4 separate regions of the Mus musculus genome follow, and all the other regions are linked to region 4. The links are chromatin contacts, called in public HiChIP or PLAC-seq and promoter capture Hi-C maps. All regions are on one chromosome and are shown on one strand. The core of a region is the stretch at or near the end of the contact, and the rest is flanking DNA. Distances in the headings are between cores, read along the strand shown. Region 1 holds the start of Taok3 (TAO kinase 3). Region 2 holds the start of Iscu (iron-sulfur cluster assembly enzyme). Region 3 holds the start of Usp30 (ubiquitin specific peptidase 30). Region 4 holds the start of Gcn1 (GCN1 activator of EIF2AK4).

Region 1 (3,095 bases), core at 383-2,882, 1.6 Mb after region 4:
TTAGCTCAACCAAATTTTATCATTGTTTGTAAAACCTTCAAAATCAAGTTTCACCCCTTAAAATTCTCCACCACTTCTCCCAAATAGTATATTCAGTCAGACTACCCAGATGAAGTTTGATATGCAATGTTTAGGATGTAAATTTTGCTGGGGAAATACCAGAGAGAGAGCGAGTGAGCGATCAGTTTTTTGACATGTTTGAATCTCTAGGATCAATATCCAGTACTTTAAAAAAAAAAAAAAAAGGCCAGCGTGTTGGGACCCACCTTTCATTGCAGCCAGAGGCAGGGGAAGGCAGATCCCTATGAGCCCAAGGCCAACCTGTCCACACTGAGAGTTCTAGGCCAGTAAGCCATCCTAGGTGAGACCCAATCTCAGATAAATAGAAACTAAATATTTTTTTGTAGTAGAGCGTTGACCAGGAGTTGAGTGTCCACGTCTGATAAGGCTTAGGGTGAAAATGTGTCCCTGCAGAAAAACTGCTTTGAGCTTCCACCATCAACTGAAAACAACACAGCTATTTCCACACAAAAAACATGAGACAGGTCCTGGTGCACTTTAACCTCTGGCAGGCACTATGTTTCCGCGTGGCTTAGGATGGAGCCAGGCAGGTTATTGCAGGTTGCACTTGGGGGGTCAAAGCTCAATCAACCTTCCGCCTTTGGTTCATTAAAGCCCGTGGCCCTGAAAGATTTAGTTAGATACGCTTGCTGGAATTTTGCCAAAGCCAACGGGGTCCCCCTACCCCAACTCCTCCATTAACTGTGGTAATCAAAACTCACAAAATGTGTATTTCTTTTTTCACTTTTCTTTCTTTCTTTCCTCTCTTTTCTTTTCGTCCTTCCTTTCTTTCTTTCTTTCTTTCTTTCCTCTTTTTCCTTCCTTTCTTTCTTTCTTTCTTTCTTTCTTTCTTTCTTTCTTTCTTCTTTCTTCCTTTCTTTCTTTCTTAGCTTCTGAGAAAAGATCTAGCTAGATACCCCAGGCTGGGTTCAAACTTGAGGCGATCTTCCAGCTTCTGCCTACAGAGTACTGGTATTCACATCGCACTCATTTTAAAATGTGCCCAGACCCTGGTAAGTAAGCATTTAGCTGGGTCCACAGATTTTTTCCCCCTCTCTCCAGCAGTAAACGTAGGGTCACTGAACGCAAAGCAAGAAAACGCATTCCCCTTCCTGAGAGCTGGAAAATAATTTACAAGCCCCAGGAGGAAAGCATCCCTTAAGGATGGCCAGGAGCTGTGAAAGGTCCAGAGAAAGATCCGACTGGCCCCACGATCTTATCCACGGTGGTCCGACAAGACAAGACAAGGCGTGGGGAAAGAGAGCCAAGAACTTTGACCCTGGCGCAGCACAAACAGAGCTGACCGCGCCCGAAGGGGCCATAGCTAACCCAAGTTAAGAGAGCTTCCGCGTTTGGGAAAGCCCCGCCCACCTGGACCCGCCCACCACCAGCTCCGCCAATCCCCTGGATCCATCGACCGCTCGGACTTCCCAGGCAAGGTCAATCGAGCGCCTATATACGGCCTGGACCCCGAGAGCGGCGATCAGGGAAGGTCAGTAGAGAACCTATCAAAGCATGGCTGTGGGCGGAGTCGAGGGCGGGGTCGAGTGGGGGCGGGGCGCGCTCTGCGCAGTCGGGTGCGATTGGTCACCCCTGGCGGAGCCGCACCTCGGACAGCAGCAGCGGCGGCAGCTAGGGTCCTGCGTGGAGAGTGGGGCGCGACGGGGACTCGCGGGCGGAGGCTGCGCGTGGGGACCCAGCACGCGAAGACCCAGCACGAGAGCGACTCTGGGCACGAGTGAGAGGAGGCGGCGGCGCCGGGGCCGCGGGTGACAGCGCTGAGGTGAGAGCGCGGGCACCCGAGTGACATCCCGAGTCCTCGGCGCAGCGGCCGCGAGCATCCCGGGAGCGGAGTTGTTAGCGGTTCTGCCAGTGCGCCGGGGAGAGGGGGGGGGGGGACTGGGAAGGACCGGGACGGAGAGTGAGGAGCGGACCCCGAGAGGGATCGCGAAGAGTGAGAGGACCAGGATGGGGACAGGGGTGAGGAGTGAACTCTGAGAGGGACTGCGTGTGAGCGAGGGGACCCGGAGAGAGATGGGGACATCAGGATGAGGAGGGGACCGAGAAATACCGCGGGAGAGCAAGGGGACCCCAAGACAGGACAGGGCAATGGGATTAACGAGGCGACTTGAAGAGGGACTCTGGCCGTGGGATAAGCGAAAGAACCCCGGAGGGACTTGCGACGACGGAGTGAGTGAGCGAGGAGATCCGCCCCTGATGGGCCGGTGGGAAAAGCAGACGGGACCCAGGGAGGGACACTCAGAGGGATTGGGACTGCAGACTGAGCAGGTTGACTTGAGAGAACTCAGGCAGCGGGATGAAAGAAGGGGACCCTAGAGAGACCGAGACAGGAAAATAAGCAAAGGAGACTTTTGGGGAGGCGAGGGCAGTAGTTCTGAAACTATGCTCTTGCGATGAGTGTAAAGAGGACCTCAGGAAGGCTTAGGGCAGCCGAGTGAAGGGAGGGGTCCCCAAAAGGGTGTGGGCTGAGGGACCCAGAGTAGGGACAGACAGCACTGAGAGTCCAAGGAGAGCCGGTGAGTGAAGTACCAGAGAAGAGCTTGCGCAGCGTGAACATGGTTTTTCTGGCCTCACAGCCAGGCACCTAGGGAAAAACACCGGCAGCCTGAGCCCGGGTGGCATTGAGTGGGCACAGCAGCAATGCTGACACCTGGACGACACCGATGCTGCTCCACTGCAAAGAACCCGAGGTCTCCCCCTGAGGGTTGAGTTCCGGGATGCTGGAAGGGGGATCATGTGATGGGCCCGGGAGTGAAAGACATAGATCCTAAGGGCTGGCCAAGGGCTAGCTAGACGATTTGTAGAGATTAGACCAGCGTCTCACCTCTTTCTTCTAAACAGCAGGCTGGCTTCCCAACTCTTCCCTAAAGTTCGACCTCGAGGTTCCTTGATGACACATCTGGGGCAAAACTAGAGGGGTTTGCTCCCCATTCACCGGCCCCCAAGTAGTTGGAGGGAGGGATAATTTAGAAGAGCCTTGAATTAATTAGGATGTTAATTTTAATGCTCTTAAA
Region 2 (2,826 bases), core at 88-2,587, 1.8 Mb before region 4:
GCAGGTCCCATCCGGGGCCCTTGGCCTCCGCCGCCTCCGCGGCCACAGCGCCGGACAGCACCTTCCGCTGCACACCGGCCGGCTTCGCCTCATCCTCTTCTCCCTCGGCCTCAGGCCCGGCCTGGGGCTCAACCTCCGGCTCGGACGCCGAAGATGCGGCCGTCGTCGCCATCTTGCGCAGCCCGCGACTCTCGGGTCTTCCCTCGCCCGCCGAAGCCCGGCGAGCATCGGGCTGTCCGCGGCGTCTGCCTGATCAAAACTCCGCTCGGCCACCAGCGGGAGCGTCGCGGACGGCCTCAGGGAGCAGGAAGCTGTGGAGAATCCACCGCTGATGCTATCCTTTAGCGCCTCCAGACGCCACCGTCAGAAGAAAAGGCTCACGAGCATAACCTGCGTCCGGCTACAACCGTGGACAGCTGTCGGGTCTTTGGGCCGGAAGTGGCAGCCACAGCTGAAGTGGTGCGTGCGTGATGTCCGTAGTTAAGGTCGAGGCGCCATCTTAGGAAGGTCAAAGTCGTCGCTTTGGACTAAAGACCTTCTGTAAGGCTCGGCCGGCTCCGGTGCGTGGTTGTTTCCCGGCAACCGACCCTCAAGTGCGGACAAGATTGCAGTTCCTCCGCGATCGGATGCACCATCTCATGGGAAAAGTCTCATCTCTCGAATAAAGCTCCCTCCCCTTTGTAACACCTAGTACCTCGTAGTTGTGTTAAACGAGTCGCTTTTGTGGATTTTTATAGTCAATGATAATACATTACAATAAGTATTGATTCGGAATGATGTGCATGGCGGTAAAACAAACGTAGGTGTCGAGGGATGGGGTTCGTTTCTCTTATACCCCTCGTTCTCGAGGTCGGAAAAGCGTTGCTGTTTCCCTCTGCACTGCCTTTCCCCTTCATCAACAAGGTTAACGAGCCAGAAATCGCGTCCGTTTTGCTCCCAGGATTTTTTTTTTTTTTTTTTTTTTAGTGACACCTAGAGTACACTTAATATGCATTTGCTCCATGGGTGAAACGGCTACCTCGGAATTAGTAAAAAAAAAAAAAAAAAAAAAAAAGGAAGAAAGAGAGAGAGAAAGAAAGAAAAGGAACTCCACAGCCTGAACAAAAGTCTACCAGGGACGTATGCATGATCGAATCATAAACACGCCTGAAACCGAGCATCCCCACGCCCATCGCAGCACCAGACAACCTTGCACGCCGCTTCGGACCTTCCCGCTCTGCGCCTGGCCACGCCCCTTCCGAGGGCGCGGTCAGAGGGGGCGTAGCCGGGCCGAGACGCCAGCGCAAGCGCCGAGCTGCGGTGACGTCGAACGGGCGCGCCATCCCTCCGGCGTCGCCGAGGTCGACGCAGCTCAAGCCGGCAGGATGGCGGCGGCCACGGGAGCTGGCCGTCTGAGGCGGGCGGCGTCGGCGCTGCTGCTGCGGAGCCCGCGCCTGCCCGCCCGGGAGCTGTCGGCTCCGGCCAGGCTCTACCACAAGAAGGTATGGGCGGGCGAGGGGGTGCGCGAACCATCGAGGGGACCTGCCGCCGTTGCGCAGATCACCAGCACCGAGGAGCCCCGCGGCCGCCTCTGCCCCGCCGCGGCCGTCACTCCGAGTGTCCCAAGGCTGACAGCCCAGAAGGGAGGGTCCGGGTATGTCGTGCCGGGGGTCAAGGGGCAGCACGCACACACACACACACACACACACACACACACACGCATGCTTGAGCACACTCGACAGCACCAGCGTCCTCCCCAGCTAAGCCATTGCCCTGGCCAGATGGCCTTGATCAAGTCACTGGTCCCCTCCCATCCTTTCTCTCAGACCTGACAGGAGTCTTCTGAAGTCCCCGTACGTGGAGCGCTCGGTCCAACCAAGGGAAACCACTGATGGCGATTTATTTACTCTTTTAGGAGCCGATGGCCTCGAGCTCAGCCAAGCACCTAGCCCAACATTAAAACTTCGGTTCTCAGTTGTGTGTTTATTGGTAGGGAGCAGAAAGTATAGAAGAAGAGTAGTTTGCGGGCCCCCACGCTTTTAGGGACGTTAAAATCCTCTTGACAGGAGACTCACTCCGAAAAACAAGGCTACCGCAGATGTACAAGACACTCCCTCCCCCCCCCCCCAAAGTCCTTGATTAGATGATGCGTTATGGGGGCTCAGGGCTTAGACTCAATCTGCAGATGAGGGTGCCTCCTGGTAACTAGCGGGAGAAAGCTCGGTTATTAAATCTTAGTGTGTCCCTGACTTTAACAGCTGCTTGTTCTGTTCTGGCTTGGGTGCTCTTGCCCAAGGCCTTCTACCCCAAAGGGAAGGTTGTTTTGTTGACATTATAGCTGCAGGACCTTGACGGGCTGGCAGCCTTAAGGCACCAGGGGGCGCTCCTGCCACAGGGTAGCGCTGTGTTTATGTTTACAGCCACCAATGACTCGTTCGTTCCCCAACCTCCAGCTCATCTCTGACCTTGAAACTTCTGGGGAACTCTTCCATTTGGGGCTGTTTTTATTCTCGGGATTTTTTGTAAGTGCATACTTCTCTTTGTGTATTGTGTTTGGTAAAAAAGAGAAGTTGTGCTTTGAGCCCAGATCTGGTACAGTGTGTGAGTCAGGGGATTACTTCTGGTTGACAGCCCCCTGAAAGGAAGATGTGTCTGAGTTTTCACCGGTTTCTTGGACAGTATCTTCGATACAAAGGTCGTTGGGGAGGAGATAGAAAGAGTTTGGGTCACACATGGGTCTCCCACCTCTGTCCCATACAGATTGCTGATCTGAGAGAGAGAGTAAAGACCGTAGCGATTTCTGTTGATCTGCCATTTCAGGTTGTGGATCATTATGAAAACCCTCGG
Region 3 (3,029 bases), core at 321-2,820, 1.5 Mb before region 4:
CTGACCTCCACATGCAAGTCATGACACATGCCTCCCCAATAATTTTTTAAATTGGCTAAAGATTGTAAGATGGTTCCGTTGCTGTGGAAAACAATCTAGAAGTGTCTAAAAAAAAAGAATTAGCATATAAATCTATAATCTCATTACTTGATATATATCTGGAAGGGCTGAAAACAAGACCAGAAAGAGAGGGTTATGTGCCCGAGTTTATTGCCAAGAAGTGGAAACAACCTGAATGTCCATTGAGACATGGACAGGAGAGAGAAACTAGTACTTACAATGGAATATTACTTTCCTGTAAAAAAAGACTTTATGCCAAGTGAGCTAAGACAGTCACCAAAGAACTCTGAGCGACTCCTGTCCTGAGACAGCCAACCTCAACCTCACAGGAATAGAAATAGAATGGAAATTACTAGAACAGAAGACAGGAAGGGGGAGTTACTCAACACACACAGTTCGGCTTTGAGAAGAGAAATGGTATAAAGATCTGCAGCACATACAGCAGCATGCCCACACAAGAGAGGAATCTAAAAATTCTAACACCTTTTTTATTGTATGTATGACAGAGGGAGATTTGCAGCTGATAAATATCTAGTTTGTTTCCATGTTTTGCTGTTTTAAAGAGTGAATTCACAAACATTTGTGTGGGACTGTTTAGGACTTTGTATAAACCTAATAGAAACAGATTTCTAAGACACTGCATTTTAATTTATTGCATTTGTGTGTCTGTGCACTTGTGTATGCATGTGTATATATGTGTGCACATGTGCATGCAAGTGTATGTGCATGTGTTTGCATGTATTTGTATGTATCTGTATGTTTATAGGTGTGTGTGTGTGCACGCGTGTATATGTGTGCTGTGTGCATGTGAATGCATGCATGTATGTGTATACGTGTATGGGTATATATACTGTGCATATGTGTGCGTATGTGTAGTGTGCATGTGTATATATATACGTGTGTGTGTGCGTGTGCATGTGTGCACATATGCATGTGTGTGTATTGTGAAGTGTGCATCTATGTATAAATGTGCATGCGTGTGTGCAGGTGTATGTGTGTGCATATACGAGTGTAAGTGCAGGCATATGCATGTGTATGTGTGCATGTGTTTGTGCGCGCGCGCGTGTGTGTGTGTTGCGCACCACAGCACACATAGGAAGGTCCTGATAACTTTGGTTCTCTTCTACTGTATGGTTCTGGGCACTGAACTCAGGGTGTGAGATTTGGGGGCAGCTGTTTTTACCTACAGAGCCATCTTGCTAACCCCACATTTTAAAAAATCAAAGCTAGAGCCATCTATTTTTAAATTTTCCAGTTTAATAACAGCCTTTCCACATGAACCAAGCTCCGTCCTGGAGGCGGAGCAAATGCGAAGGCTCATAGCTTCCGAAGTGGTCCCCGGGCCCCGGGAAACCTCCCTTAGCAACGAATCAGGCTGCGGTTGCTAGGAGCAAAGGAACCGGGGAGGGGTCGTCCGTTCACTATTTCAGTCCGGTGTGACTAACTTCCGGTCCGTCCTCCTGGCTTCTTCCCCCCTCCGCCGAAGCGGGGTCGCCACCGCGGGTTCCTCCACTTTGCGAGCCTCCTGTCTTGGGCTCCTCATTCCGCTGCGGCGGGCGGGCGAGCGGGGGGCGGCGGCGGCAGCGGTAGCGGCGGCGGCAGCGAGCGCGATGCTAAGTTCCCGGGCGCAGGCGGCGAGGACGGCGGCCGACAAGGCCCTGCAGCGCTTCCTGCGCACCGGGGCGGCCGTCAGGTGAGTGGGTGGGGGTGCGGGGTGGCGGTGGCGGCCGCAGGGCCTCCAGGCCTGCGCGGACCCGGCCGAGGCGGAGGCCGCGGCCCGGCGTCGCCTCCTCGTCCCTGCTGTGGCCGCGGCCTGCGACGCCCCGCAGCCCCTCGCGGTGACCCCAGACTCGGGCTCCGGGCACACAATCTGCACGCCGCTGCTCCCCCGCAGTTTGTCAGATGCCGGTCTCCCACCTCTGCCATGCTGGAGATTCTCACTTCTGCATCCCAAACCGCTCCGGTTCCCAAGCTTCCGAAGGCTCCCAGCCGCTGAGCTCCCCAGGCTGTGACAATTCCAGGCTCTTCGTTCCTGCTAGGACCCCCGTCTGCACCCCAGCCCGGTTGATCTTCCCAAGGCCTGGGGCCACACCCCCGTTGCTCACCCTGACTGCTGGGACCTGTTGCTTGGGTTGGCTACCTTGGATACCGGGGCAGGTCTAACAGCATCTTATCCGGCTCTGAAGCCCCCCACCCCGTGTTTATTCCGCCCAGCGGCCCTATTTTACCAGGTGGGAAGGAAGGCTTGATTGGGCCTTGCGGCCTAACAGCTGACCTGAGAGCAGGGCTGGTGGCCAGCTTAATCTCACCCTCAGGCTCACGTACCGTCTTCATGGTACGGTTCTGCAGAAGAACTAGTCAATCAACACCATGCCTCGGTTTCCCTCGTTGAGTGTGTGCCGAGCAGGTGTGCTGTAACTGGCCCCCTCCTTCTCCCGCTGACTGCTTTTTAAGCCAAGGTCTGTGCACATTCTATGGACTCACCCTGGAAGAACAAAAAGATTTGAAACTGGTAATTAGCTGTGACATCGGAGAATGCTGGCCGTTGTCTGACGATTGCTGTTGTCACTAGTGATCCTTTTCAGGGAGTGTTTATTCAGCTGAGACCAATATTCATGCAGGCAGAATTAGGGGGACAGATCTTAGTGGTAGAGCATTTGTCTGTCCTGCATAAGGCCCTAGCTAGGGTCAGTCCCTGGTACCAGGGGAGGTGATCAACTTCATATAGTCCAAGCATTAGGTAAGAACGTATTACACACATGTCCACATGCAACATATATGTGGGTACATGTTACACACACGTTGCACGTATGTGTGGGTTGCCTTACTTGGAGATACAGAACTTTGTATAAAATTGTGTTTTGAATTACTGCTGCAGTTTTCTTAATTGTGGGAAAAAAGAATAGTGTCCACCTTCAAGTCTAGCCTGGAACGAAGAAATCTTTAATCGTATGAACATATAGATGTCC
Region 4 (2,958 bases), core at 396-2,895:
CCTAGTGTTTTTGTGGGCTTTGTTTGTTTTTTGAGACAGTCTCTTGACTTGGTGCCATAGCTAGTCTGGGACAAAGATTTTCCAGGTGTGAATTAAAGGTGTATGTCATCAAGCCCCAAGCCTGGCCTTTATATTCCTATGGTAGTCCATGTTGGATATATATCATATGTATACATAATATATATGTATACTAAGCTCAATGGTTAAGAGACCTATGAGCCATACCAAATCTATATGGTTTGGTATCTGGGTCTGCTTTCTGTATATCACTGGATGTCCAAGCCATTGTTCATAGGTAGCCTTACTGCTCCAAGGCAGAGTGATGCAGGTCCAGAGCCCTGTTGCTTAAGGCTGAGGCAGGGGTAGAAGGCTGGGTTTGAGCTAGGCGTGGTTTAAGGACTGAAGTCTGAGAGGGCCTGAGATGGTGATACTGAGCTATGGCAAGGAGTATCCAGGTGAGTGGTGATTGAACTCGGGCCTGATTGTGCCTTTTGAGATGAGGATTGGTGTAGAAGTTGATCTGCCTCAGCCTTCTGCCTGCAGTAATTGAGTCACTGCTGTGTGTTTAGTAATGAAGTTATACTTGTGTTTGTGTAGTTTAGATGTGTAGTTGAGTTTCCACGTGCTGGCTAAAGTTTTTTCTTGGTAGATTAAGTCTTGAATACAGGGGCAGTTAATAACTAGCCACTAAGGTGTGCATGTAGGGTTGCTTTGATGTACTAATCGGGGGTGCAAACTAGAATAACTTGCTATGTAAAAAGCTGCTGCAAGAGCTAAAATACTGCCTGTGCATCACAGGTAACTAGACAAAAAGTTACCCTAGAATTGCAACCTCTAACCCGATAGTAGTTTGATGTTGGTTCATATAGGCATTCAGTAAGTGTTAAGTCTGAAAAGCTGAGGATTTAAAAAATGGGCTCTAACAAGTAGGTGAATACTGTATCAAATGCAATGCCCTATTGCTATCATTAACCTTGTGACGTCACTATACATCTATGTGTGTGTATATATATATTTTTTTTTCTTCTCCCTCCCTCACCCCCCAGGGTTTCTCTGTGTAGCCCTGGCTGTCCTGGAACTCACTTTAGACCAGGCTGGCCTTAAATCCGCCTACCTCTGCCTTCCGAGTGCTGGGATTAAAGGCGTGCGACACCACGCCCGGCCCCCCATCTGTATAGTTGCCACTGCTGAGGGCCAAGAAGCCTGGAGACCGCATTCTCCAAGCACACTCTTGAGTTATAGTAAAAATTCAATAATTGTCCTAAGACATCGAACTCTTCCTCAACCCTGTCCCTAGCTGTCTGCAGTTGAGGCTCCCAGCAGGTCACGCAATTCCCGGGTCATCCCTGCATCCCTCCCGCGTACCTCACCATCACCTGTTCTAACCTCCAAGCCTCTTGGGCCTGAGACTAGTCTTTGGGTTCATTCCTGGGGCCTAGGAAACAGCACGATGGGGGGTGTCGGTGCTGGACCCGGGATCCCCCCAAGGATGCCAGAGCTGCAGGGCGCTGTCCGGGGGAGGCCGAATCGAGGAGATCCCGCGCCCAGGGGCTGCAGAGCACGACCTGCGGCCGCCCTCCCGCCCGGGGGCGCCAGGCCTCGCCTTGCCGCGTGGGCCCTGCTGTGACCCGGAAGCGCTCCGGAAGCGGTTCCGGACTGGGCGCCGGCAGGATGGCGGCGGACACGCAGGTGAGGCGGGCGGCTGCGGCGGCCAACGCGGCGGGCGGCGGGGACCGGACCCGGAGCGCGGGCAGTGGGGCGGCGGGATTGCCCGGGCGGAGGCTGCGGCGCCCACGGCCGCGGAGGGCGCAGACGGAAGCGGCGGCGCGGGGGAAGGGGGCGGCGGCTGCTCGCGGCTCGAGGCTCCGGCCGGCCTGGGCGAGCAGAGCGACCCTGGACTCGAGCATCTTGCCATCCGCTTGGCTTCGGGGTAGCGGGTGCCGTGCTGGGGCTGTGCGGGTCCCGGCGGTGGCAGAGCTTACACTCGGCGTCGGCTACGGTTCTCCGGAGCCCGCGGGGCGATGCAGAGGCCCCCCGACTCTGTGCCCACACTCGGAGCGTAGCCTTTTTATGTCCATACGGGTTCGGAGTTGAGCCTCCGCTCGTTGGTTTCGTCAAGGCGTTGGATCAATGACATCACCCCTCAGGGTCTCGGTCCTTTTAACATTTGGTGGTGGTGATAATACCGATATCCTATGTTATTTTATGGGAAGATGTATTGAGACAAAATAGTAGGGTCCCATGTGGGTTTGCTGGGTGTTAACTGGGTCCTGGGTGAGATCTCAAAATGTCTTCACCTGCGAAGAGTCGTGACACCGTTGTGCGTTCACACCTGTGGGTACCTTGCAGTTCAGGGAGGCGTTGAGGCTACCCCCTTCTCCATCTCAGCCTCTTTTGTAGCCTCGTGGAAGGATGAAATAATAAATAAGAAACATAATTTTTTTTTCTCTCCATGTCTCCATCCCACCCTCCCTTTTCAAAAATGTAGATCAAGGCCAGGTAGTGGTGGCGCGGTGGTGGCACGTCTCTAATCCCAGCACTTGGAAGGCAGAGGCAGGTGGATCTCTGAGTGCCAGTCCAGCCTGGTCTACAGAGGGAGTTCCAGGCAGACATGGGTACACACACACACACAAAACCCCTGTCTTGAGAAACAAACAAATTAAAAATATATATATATAGTGAGTTGGCTTTGAACTTGTAGCCATCTTGCCTGTGGCTTCTTAATGGGTGGGTGGGGGGCTTACCCTGCCTGGCAGGAACGTATTTAAAAAACAGTTTGAGTCTCTGGGGTGAGATTAATTGATTTTTATGTTTGATCCTCAAGGCCCGCCAAAGAGGAGCCATTTAACCTGATCATTAAAAAGATGCTTTGCAAGGGTCTTCAGTAAAAGGGTTTGGTAATTTGTTTAGACAGAGCTGCGTCTTAGTGAATCCTAAGAAGGGAAGTTACTTAATGTT

The links. Promoter capture Hi-C pulls out the DNA fragments that hold promoters and counts their contacts. HiChIP or PLAC-seq counts read pairs in DNA pulled down with a chosen protein or histone mark. Capture Hi-C pulls out chosen DNA fragments and counts their contacts.
Region 1: an HNF4G HiChIP or PLAC-seq map of pancreatic cancer cells shows a contact between it and region 4. The contact joins the promoter of Taok3 here to the promoter of Gcn1 in region 4. A contact is called at or near these places in 2 of 39 promoter capture datasets (liver and maxillary cranial neural crest) and 2 of 115 datasets of contacts at active chromatin or transcription factors (astrocytes and pancreatic cancer cells).
Region 2: a promoter capture Hi-C map of adipose tissue shows a contact between it and region 4, with 2.8 times the contacts expected there. The contact joins the promoter of Iscu here to the promoter of Gcn1 in region 4. A contact is called at or near these places in 1 of 39 promoter capture datasets (liver) and 1 of 9 other capture datasets (adipose tissue).
Region 3: a promoter capture Hi-C map of liver shows a contact between it and region 4, with 4 times the contacts expected there. The contact joins the promoter of Usp30 here to the promoter of Gcn1 in region 4. A contact is called at or near these places in 3 of 39 promoter capture datasets (liver and pre-B cells).

What each region holds. Positions count from the first base shown.
Region 1 is chr5:117,118,497-117,121,591 of GRCm38.p6, forward strand. It overlaps Taok3 (TAO kinase 3), which reads left to right and starts at 1,633. Exons shown (of 21, transcript NM_001199685.1): 1 at 1,633-1,843.
Region 2 is chr5:113,771,464-113,774,289 of GRCm38.p6, forward strand. It overlaps Iscu (iron-sulfur cluster assembly enzyme), which reads left to right and starts at 1,338. Exons shown (of 5, transcript NM_025526.5): 1 at 1,338-1,481; 2 at 2,800-2,826. The coding sequence starts at 1,365. Sart3 (squamous cell carcinoma antigen recognized by T cells 3) reads right to left here and starts at 937. Exons shown (of 19, transcript NM_016926.2): 1 at 1-937. The coding sequence starts at 172.
Region 3 is chr5:114,098,763-114,101,791 of GRCm38.p6, forward strand. It overlaps Usp30 (ubiquitin specific peptidase 30), which reads left to right and starts at 1,571. Exons shown (of 13, transcript NM_001033202.3): 1 at 1,571-1,753. The coding sequence starts at 1,671.
Region 4 is chr5:115,563,618-115,566,575 of GRCm38.p6, forward strand. It overlaps Gcn1 (GCN1 activator of EIF2AK4), which reads left to right and starts at 1,646. Exons shown (of 58, transcript NM_172719.2): 1 at 1,646-1,689. The coding sequence starts at 1,672. Rplp0 (ribosomal protein, large, P0) reads left to right here. Exons shown (of 7, transcript NM_007475.5): 7 at 1-112.